Regions from separate parts of the Rattus norvegicus genome. Here region 1 is linked to region 2. Evidence: chromatin contacts called from public Hi-C data. All regions are on one chromosome and are shown on one strand. Each heading gives the region's core, a stretch centred on a gene start, on an enhancer-like site or on the middle of the called end of the contact. The rest is flanking DNA. Distances are from core to core; before and after follow the strand shown.

Region 1 (5,096 bases), core at 894-3,393, 140 kb after region 2:
CCCTTGGAGAGATGTGCTTTCTGTTTTGTTGTTTGTTTTTACATTATATATATATATATATATATATATATATATATATATATATATATATATATATATATATATATATCCAGGCTGGCCTTGAACTCACAGAGGTTTTCCTGCTCCTGTCTCCAGGGTGCTGAGATTAACGCTCACATGACTATGACTATACTGGGCAAGAGTTAGCCTCCTTTTTTTTTTTTTTTTTTTGAAATAGAGTTTCATTGTGTAGCTCTGGCTGACCTGGAATTCACTATGTAACCCCCACTGCTCTTGAACTCAAAGAGATACACCTGCTTATGTCTCTTGGGATTAAAGGCATCTGCTATCGTACCCCACTAAAAAAGTTCACCGTTTTTTGGGTTTTGTTTTTGTTTGGGTTTTGGGTTTTGGTTTTTTGAGACAGCATTTCTCTTTGTAGTCCTGGCTGTCCTGAAATTCAATCTGTAGACCAGGCTGGCCTTGAACTCACAGAGATCTGCCTACCTCTACCTCCTAAGTGCTGGGAATAAAGGTGTGCTCCACCCCTGGTCGGCTGAGAGTTACATCTTAAGACATTCTTATACCAAGGTTAGAGTGTAGCTCAGTTGGTAGTATTCTCTAGCTCAGAGCTCAACTCACAGCACCGTGTAAACCAGGCTGGACGGCTCATGCCCAGTAACCACAGAACTTTGGAGGGGAAGGAAGGAATGGAAGTTCTCACCTGGAGCAGGTCATTTGCTCTACCCTTTGCTCCAAAGGAGCCTTATGCCCTGCATTAGAAGCTGCTCACCCACCAGTGGAAGGGGAAGCCCTGGGTCCTGCTAAGACTGAACCCCCAGTGAACTAGATTGTTGGGGGGAGGGCGGCAAGGGGGGGAGGATGGGAAGGGGAACACCCATAAAGAAGGGAGGGGGGAGAGGGATGTTTGCCCGGAAACCGGGAAAGGGAGAGCACTCAAAATGTATATAAGAAATACTCAAGTTAATTAAAAAAAAAAAAAAAAAAAAGCTGCTCACCAAGGCTGCTTTACTGTCTTTTGCTTTTCCAAAAGATGTAGGGTGCTGTCCAAAAAATGCTGGGCAGGAGAAGGGGTGTCTCTGTGTGTGTGTGTGTGTGTGTGTGTGTGTGTGTGTGTGTGTGTGTGTGTGTGTGTGTGTGTCATTGGACAGATTCTTAGCATTGCCCCAAAATAAAGCCGGATGAAGAACAGAACCGTCTTGGCTCTGTCAGGCAGTCAGAAGACAGGCCTGCTCTCATGTGAATGTGAGACATGAGGGACAGGAGGCAGCACTCTTAACCCTCAGGCTGGCATCCTACCGACTTGTCAGGGCGGAGAGCTGGAGACTCGTTTGACTCCAAACACACACAAATGCTGCTGCTGTTGGCGTTTCTAAGGATGAGCCGCAGTCATTTCAAACCTACTTGTAAGAGAGTGTGGCAGTAAGTACAGTCGTAGCCATTCTCAGGGTACTCTTCCTTCTCTTAGGGTTTTATTTAGGTTCTGGGGCCACAGTTGGGCAGCTCTGCCCACCCCGGACAATGGAACTATGTCACCATTATCCAGTGTCCTGCCAAGGTCAGTGAGACTCTAAAGGCCGGGCCCACCGCCAGCTGCCACTCATTGACAGTCAAGTGCTATTTCTCAAGTTTTTAGCCCATGAGATCAGATTGTTATGGTAATCCCACCTGCTGCCGTCATCAAACTACATTTTCAGTGGCGTCAGAAATAATTCCTGTTCCCTGCTCATGTACAGCAGAGCAGGTCTTCTTAATTTTTGTCTTTCTGTGGCCCAGGGGCCTTTTTACCTTGTGAGTCCTTCCTGGAGTCTCGAAATGCTTTAGCCTCAGAAAAAAGAAGCCTCTTGCAAGGCTCCCTGGCTAGGAAATGCCATGGTTTGCTTCTGCCCTACCCTATTGGCCAGAACTACTCATGGTGCCCTGGGTATGGAGGATTCTGGGAAATGTAGTTCTTGGCGGGGCCACTCTATAAACTGGAAAAGGAACCCCAGAAAAGTGCCTTTGTGTTTCAGTTTGCAATCTTTGCCACACCCTCGATGACTCAATTCTAGCTAGCAACCACAATTCCTAGTTCACTGGGAAACAGAGCCATTGAGACATCCTGTTATCTTCTCACTGCCAAATCTGTCAAGATGTGAGCCCACACTCTTCCTTCTCCCTCCCCAGTTCAGTGGACTGTTACAGGCTCCTTCTTAAGTCCTCTGTTTTGATTGAAGATGTCAAAACCAAGCTTAGCGCTAAGTGAGCCGAGGAGCTCCTAAATAGGATGCTAGACTGCACTGCTCAGTGGCCCCCGGCCAGCACCCAGGTCAGAGTTGTCCAGAAGTTGTGTGTGCACACGCATGCGCATGGGCACGGGTGTGTGTGTGCAGTTCCCTCCCCTCGTTTGTAGGCTGAGCCTCTTGATTTGCCTCTACTGAGTGGAGTACCCCAAATGTCATGGCTGCCACTATGACGCCGGGTTATAAGAAGGTCAGGCTGGGGTTGGTTCTGTAGCTCAGCAGTAGTACTTGTCTAGCATTCACAAGTCCATACTCATCTCATAAAGTAAGCAAGGAATAAGGATTTTAAAGGCTGTGTTCCACTTAGCCCATCCATTCCTTGCTCGATGTGTAGTCAGCCACTCCAACCAGATTTGCCCCATGGAGACGCTCAGTGGTGAGGAACTGACATCACCTCTAGTCCTCGGTCAGTGGCGGCCACTGCCAACAGTCACAGAGTGAGTTTGGGAGTAAAGTCTCTTCATCGGAGTTTCTAGCTGACTGCAGTCCCACAAGTCAACGTCTGAGGCAGAGGCATAGGCTAACAGTACCTGAATTAATTTTCTGTAATTCCAGTCTCAGGTTATCTCATGCCTTTTCTGGCCTCAGGCCATTACACATATGTGCTACACAGGCAAAACATCCATACACATAAAATAATAAACACCTTTAACTAAAAAAGTAATAATTTAAGGCCAGGCTCAGCTCGATAGGAAGTTCCAGGACAGCCTGGGCTACACGAGACCTTGTCTCTAAGGGGTGTGGGGGGGGGGGCTTATCTTCAAAAACAGACATATTTTGAAGTGTTAGGCGTTTGGATTTGAATATGTGAGTTGGGGTGAGGTACAATTCACTCCATAATCACAGAAACTAAGACAGTAAACAACAGCTCAGGATAAAGCAGGTCAGTGGGGAAATTGGGGATGAACAGAAGAGAACCGGTTAAGCCTCTGAGAGGGCAGGGCATAGTCAATGAAGCATTAGCCATTCAAGCATAAGGACCTGAATGCCAGAATCTCATTCCCCAGACATTGTTGTTGTTTGTTTGTTCTAAGCTAGGAGAGGTGACACCACTCATACTCCAAGGATGGAGACTTGAAGACAGATGTGTCCTTGGGAAATATTGGCCGTACAGCCTAGCCTGTCCATTGAGAGACCCACAGAAAACTGGGATATTTTTGGTTCTGATTTTGGCTCTAGGGCAGTGAGAGACTGTCTCAAAACAAAATGGTGGATTGTGCAGGAGAAATAACACCTGAGGTTGTCTGCTCTGGTCTCCATGTGTACATGCACAACACACACACACACACACACACACACACACACACACACACACACAGCAGAAAGGAAAGACCAAGGAGCCATGTCTGACCACAACCCTCATCCAAGGAGGTTTCTGGTAAATGTGGTTAGTGGTGAGTAGAAAGGACTACCCCTGCAGCACATCAGCTAGCCAAGGAAGCTTCCAGGGAATGCGTTGAGGGTCTGAACTGTGCTTCCTGAACTTTGGGAGAGCGGCCCTGCTTTCCAACAGCCTCATGTCTAACAGGCAAGACTGTGCCTGAGTGTGCCTCCTCTCTCCAGGGGCCAGGTAGAGATACTGGAGGGACAAGGTGGTCCGACAAAGAGGGGCGGAGCTGGAAGTTAAGGAAGTCAGGGGATGTGAAACTTGACTGTGTATAGCAGTTACTGAGGAGGGTGTTGGACTGATTCATCTCTTCCCATCTTTCCCAGAGGGGTTAGGTCATATGTCTGCCAAGCAAGCCAGGACCATAGGATTCAAGCAAGGCCCTCTCTGCCCACCTATCACCCATCACCTTCTCCCTGCACTTATAAGCAGCATGTGGTTGAGACAGAGAGATACAAGGGGAATGTCCCATATGGTCCAGGTAGGCCCACAGAGACAGGAAGAGCTTTTTTTAAATGAACCACCACCATTCTTGACTCGGTATGAAGACACGCGGGATAGTTTACTTTTTAAAGACGAGATAAACAATGCATTGAACAGTGCACAGTAAGAGCTGAGACCCACGGAAAGCAGGGACATTTTTGATTCTGATAAAGCTGTATTGTCTTGCCAAAGGGATAGCGGCGCTGTCATAGCTCAGACTGTGGCTCCACCACTAGGGGGCATCACTGTGAGGGCCCGCAGAGGGCTCCCAAGGTCCTGGCGGACCAGGAAGCCAAGCTAATTGTCAAGAACCACGCCACTGATTGCATTTCTATTTCTTAATTTAGACCTTAAAGCACGTGACAAATACAATAAAAGAGATTGTGGAAGGAGTGAGAAAAGGTCGAAGTTTGTTTTTTCTTGTCAAATGCCTACAAGAGAATAGCGGCCTGTTACTAGAGGAGCATCTTAATGCGGAGCAGACTGTAACAGAAAGACACGCCATTCCTCACCTTTGCGGTGAGAGCTCTGCTTTGATTTCTTTTTTTCCTTTTTGGTTCACTCTATCTGTAAATGGGTGCAAACCGTCCTCTCTGGGTAGCCAATACTATCTGCATGGTTTGCACTCCTTCCCGGATGTTTCTTGTGTTGTTTTTGAAGCTTTGGGATTGGAGCAATGAGAGACCTCGGAGCTGTCCGTCTTTTTGGCTTTATTTAGAATTCAAAGGGAGGCTCCATCACCCCCTAGCGGCTAGCCCGGGCGTCCTCCGGGCCAGGCACCGCACTGGCGAACCGGAGGTGTGGGGCAAGCTGCATTAAGAGACAAAACCCTGGGACAGACAGCAGGCGGGTTATCTGCATCCAGCCTCTGATTCAAGGAAGTACCCAGGAGGCCTTGGTTAGGGAAGGAGGTCACTGTGCAA
Region 2 (5,086 bases), core at 1,152-3,651:
CACAAAGGAGATTGTTTGCCCCAGAGGGACAAAGGCAGGGAAGACAAGGGAGAAGGAAGGGGGCCTGCTTTCGGATGTAATCTAACAGTTTAGCAAGGCAGAGGGAGTGGGGGAAGGGCAAGACCTGTCCCAACCATACTCGCTATGCTCAGCCTTCTAGAGCACTGCTGTAGGACCTGACATTACTACATTAAGTACTCAGAATTTGGAGGAGAAACAGGACCCAGCTGTCTCTGGCCAGTAAGAAGTTTGAGGTCCTTGAGGCATTCATACAGCTCATTGAGTAGTAGTTCTGGGAGAAGCCTTCATCCTAGTGATCTGTAGTCTTTGGATCTACCCAAGGGCATGGTATTCACCAAACATTATCATCATTGGCCACAATCGGAATTCATTTCAGAGGACAGGCAACGATTACAAACTTGTTTTAGTAGCTAGGTTTCTGCATTCAAAGTCGTGTGGGCTTTTCATCTATCCTTTCCAACTACACACACACACACACACACACACACACACACACACACACACACACGGAGGGAACATATAAGCTGGTCTTAATCACATGACAGTCCTCCCACCACAGCCTCCCAGATGTTCATTTTTGGTTTTGGTTTTAAGACAGTCTCATGTAGCCCAGGCTAGCTACAATGTGTTATATGTACCTGAGGATGACCTGCTTGAACTTCTGACCCTCCTGCCTCCTCCCCTACAATTCTAACACTGGGATTATGACAGTGCATCATTGGTCCTGGCTTACACATCGCCAGCATGGAACTGAGGGCTTGTGCACTCTAAGCAAGCTCTCTACTGACCTGGTCTCTCCCTAGCCCCTCCTGAGATGAGCTTTGATTTGGGTAAATTTCACAGTTATTAAGCCATTAGTTCCCTGTGTCATGGCAAATAGGTAGGTGAAATGATAAACCTTTAATGTTTTGGGTTTTATGATGGCTATCACATTGAACATCACAACTAAAGCTTTTCCAGTGAGCATCCTCAGGTTATCTGTCTCCTGAGAGGATAGTAAGAGAATTTTGGTGTACTGGTCACTGGAATATCTGCTTGCTCTAGGGAGATTGGGTTTCTGAGTCCTAACTGGGTGCCTTGTCAAAGCGGGTGGGCTTTGCTTTAATAGTTCATTTTCCCCCAGGCTGTGCTGTTTGTGTGGACTTCACTCTACGGCAGAGTTAATCGCTTTGGAATATGAATCGAGCTGAACATGAGTCTTGGGTGTCCCATGGTCCCAGTCACACTTATCTGGAGTCTCTAGAGGATTGCCAGCCTGCCTGGTGGCCATCTCTACTGATTTCCTTTCTCCCCACTGTAGGGTTTGAACCCAGGGTCAGCACATATGTATGTACTCCAACCCAGGGATTGTCAGACATTTTTTACTACCCTCTTCTAGTTTGGCAATAGAACAACAGGGTCACATGGCCACCCAGAGTAAACTTTGCACCTTTTAGCCTTCCTTGCAACAAACTCTGGCCCTGAGACTCAGTTCAGGCTGGTGGGAAAGGGCGTTCATATTTAGACGTTGTCACCATACTCTACGGGTATGATGTATCTCTCTGAACTGTGTCACGAAAACCATTATGTCGAGGATGAAAGGACAGGAAATGGAATGGCTAGGCCGGTGAGACGACTCAGTGGATGAACATACTTGTTATGCAGGCCTGATGAGTGAACCTGAGATCACACTGTGGAACCCATTTAAAAAAAAAAAAAAAAAGACTCACACCTTAGAACTTCTATTGGACTGGAAGGCAAAGACAGGAGAAGCTAGAAGCACATACACACTACCTCAGTCTGAATAACAGGGACTGGACTCCTCAAAATGAGGTGGGAAGAGAAGTAACTCTGACGTCCATGTGCATGTGCACATTTGCACACAGAATAAATAGCTGGGTGACCAATAACTTCAAGCTATTTCCCCTACTGAGTACAGCTAAGACCTAAGAATGTTATACAGAGACAAACATAACGGGGCAGGAGGGGAGCTTGAGGCCCTGGCTTTGGCCCCTAGCATGACAAAACCCAACAACAGAACCAGCAACATCAAACACTCTGGCCATGGAGAGAAGACAGATCGCCTAGGAACATGGTGACCCAAGGAACAGCATGGTAGCGAGTTCCCAGTGGGTTTTGGTTTTTTCTTTGCCTAATAGATCTTGGATTTGGAAGGGAGTAAGCCAGCAGCTTCAAGATGCCAGCAGGCTAAGAGGAGAAAAGCTCCAACAAAAGCCTTCTCTCTCCAGCCAAGGCCCCGAGAGAAAGGGGCGGCTGATAAAAAAACAGAACATTTTCAGTTGAAAAAAAAAATGGCTCTAACTGTAGCCAAACACCACAGAGAAGCCGTGGCCCCCATTCCACCACTGTCAGAAAAGGCTGAACGGGAGCCTGGACCCTTCCTGGGCTGTGGAGCAAACGCTGAGTGTACACTGTGAATATAAAACCACTCAGCGTGCAGTGGAAGAGGCCTGTAGTGGGACCTGAGAACTCCATCCCTACCAGCAGCAGAGACCACACAGGCAGCCCCGGCTTGCACGTTACCCACACCCATAATGAGACACTTTTTGCCCACTGGGATGGTGTCGGAGTAGGACTTTGCCTATGCCTAGCAGCAGCTAGGCTACCCCATGCCCTGTGATGTCAGTGGGAGCCACATGGGCTATAGAAGGTCAAACTTCTATCCCTGACAGTCAGAATTAGAGAGGCCTGGGGTTAGAACTCAATGGTACAGAACTTGCTTAGCAAATGAGAGATCCTGGGTTTGTTTTTCAGCACTGCAAAAAAGGAAAACTCTCACCTAACCTAAAAAAGCAAAAAAAAGAGAAAGGAATAGAGAGTGAAAAATCACTGAAAACAACAATAAAGGCAAACAGTGAAAGCGATATTTTGATAAAAAGATCGTTGCCGTGCAGAGATAAGTAGCAAGACCGAGACGTCAGGAAGAATTCGATATTAGGAATAAGACAGGGATATAGTTGTACACTACCCACACATCAACATGTAATACAGGCAGTGAAATATAGGTCGGAGGTAGAGCACATGCCTAGCGTGCAAGCCCCACACCCAACGAAATAAACCATAAAGATTACTACAAACAACGCTACACAAAACATGTGCAACAAGATGGCATGGGACACTTTATTGTTTGTTTGTGTGGTTGGTTGGTTTGAGACAGGGTTTCTCTGTGTAGCCCTGGCTGTCCTGGAACACATTATGTAGACCAGGCTGGCCTTGAACTCAGAGATCCACTTGCCTTTGTCTGGGATTAAAGGTGTGAACCACCATGGTTGGCCATGGGCGTGTTTTAAAAGCAGAAAGCAAGCACTTTTGGTTGGTGCCCTGTGTGTCTATTACTGTGATAGACCATGATCAAAGTGACTTGAGGGGGATAGGGCTCGTTTGGCTTTGATGTCCCCATCACAGTCTGTCACTGAAGGAAGCCAAAGCAGGAACTCAAGCAGAGACCTTGGAAGAATGCTGCTTATTGGCTTCTCAGCCTGGTTTCTTGTATAACCCAGGGCCAAAAGCCCAGGGGTGGCCCCATCACAGTGGTCAGGCCCTACCACATCAGTCAGCAACCGCTTGCTTCCAAAGCCTGTCAGGTAGCAGATGAGGCTCCATCTTCCTAGGTGACCCTAGCACTATATCAGGTTCACAAAAACAAAAACAAAACGCAAACGTTCCAGCACGTCTAGTATGAAATAAACAATTTGAATGATCTTAGATAATTGAATCTAAGTTTTGGTGGTGGTGGTGGTTTTTCAACACAGGGTTTCTCTGTGCAGTCCTAGCTATCCTAGAACTCCTTCTGTAGACCAGGCTGGTCTTAGACTCAACAGAGATCTGCCTGCCTCTGCCTCCTGAATGCTGGGGTTAAAAGTCTGTGCTAATAATTGTCTTTTGGCTAATAATTGAATTTTAATTAACAGATCTTCCAAAGGCAAACTGGCATCTGTCTACAAGGTCTTTTCTAGAAAACAGAATATTTGTCCATTCATTCCATTCTCTATCCTGAGAACTGTAGGGGACTTGAAGCAGATGACATAGTAACTTAGAGCATGGGATACCACAGAGGCTTCTCCTCCTCCTCCTCTTCCTCCTCCTCCTTCTTTTCAGTGTTTACAATCAATTTTATTATAATATAATCTAAAAACATAGAATTTAGAAAATACCAAGGAAAATATATGCACAAGAGTGATACTACTGCATTTAGATAAAGCTGGCAAGTTCTCAGTATTAGCTTAGCTCAGGAAACACCACTGAGGAAATCTAATGTATTGGAGGAGATGCTGCACCCTTTGGCCCATGTTTGGTGGCTCTCAGGGTTAACCTGAAGCTGTCAGTGTTTGGTACTAGATGTAAAATCTCATCAGTTACCCTGCAACCATTAAGGCTTCCTCTGCATCTTATATCTAGGTTTTTAAGCAGAATGTCTTCTCATTGGTCCAAATCTTCCAGAATAGTCTGCAGTGCTAATCTTGCAAACAAAATATCAGTCTCTGCTCCATCAAAACAGAGTTTAACAACTGGTACAAATGCCTCTTCAACAGCTCTAAATCTTTCACGTCTTGTAATTTCAATGAATCATAGAATGAGGTGAAAAAGTCACTTCGATCAGCATGTACTGGTGTAACACAGAGCACATCAGTATCGGCACCTTTCATATGTGCTCTGTAACATCCAAATGTAAACATCTTCCCTCCAACATTTTCAATCACAGATTGTGGATGATTAATGCTAGCTCTCAGGAAGCTAAGCAAGGACGAAGATCACCAGAGTACAAGGCCAGTCTGGACTCCACAGATGTTCCTTTCACTGATTTCTCCTATCCATTCTTTCACCAGGTCATTTAATTTTCCCAAAATTAAAATCCTGTGCTGCAGTTCCTCTTCTTCTTCAAAAACCCCAAAGGGCTTCAGCATCTCGATGAGTTTCTGTGTCAGAGGCAGGCAGTCTCCTTGGGGCTGCTAAGCTGATGGGAGCGGTAATACCATAGAGCCTCTGTGGAGGCTGCATTTGTTGTGATCCCTGAGTTGTAAATGGCGGAAATGGCACTGCTAAGTCACCCCCACCCCTGCCCCCT

What was found. A called contact is a pair of places that touch in the nucleus more often than the background predicts.
Region 1: a Hi-C map of frontal cortex shows a contact between it and region 2, with 1.6 times the contacts expected there. The contact joins two enhancer-like sites.

What each region holds. Positions count from the first base shown.
Region 1 is chr7:71,292,703-71,297,798 of GRCr8, forward strand. No RefSeq gene overlaps it. Among named protein-coding and RNA genes, the nearest start is that of Odf1, 28 kb to the left of the region's middle. Within about 2 kb of position 2,144, at least 25 of the 93 cell types and tissues checked have an H3K27ac peak or open chromatin away from gene starts, as enhancers often do.
Region 2 is chr7:71,156,515-71,161,600 of GRCr8, forward strand. It overlaps the pseudogene Papolb-ps1. Among named protein-coding and RNA genes, the nearest start is that of Ubr5, 49 kb to the left of the region's middle. Within about 2 kb of position 2,402, at least 22 of the 93 cell types and tissues checked have an H3K27ac peak or open chromatin away from gene starts, as enhancers often do.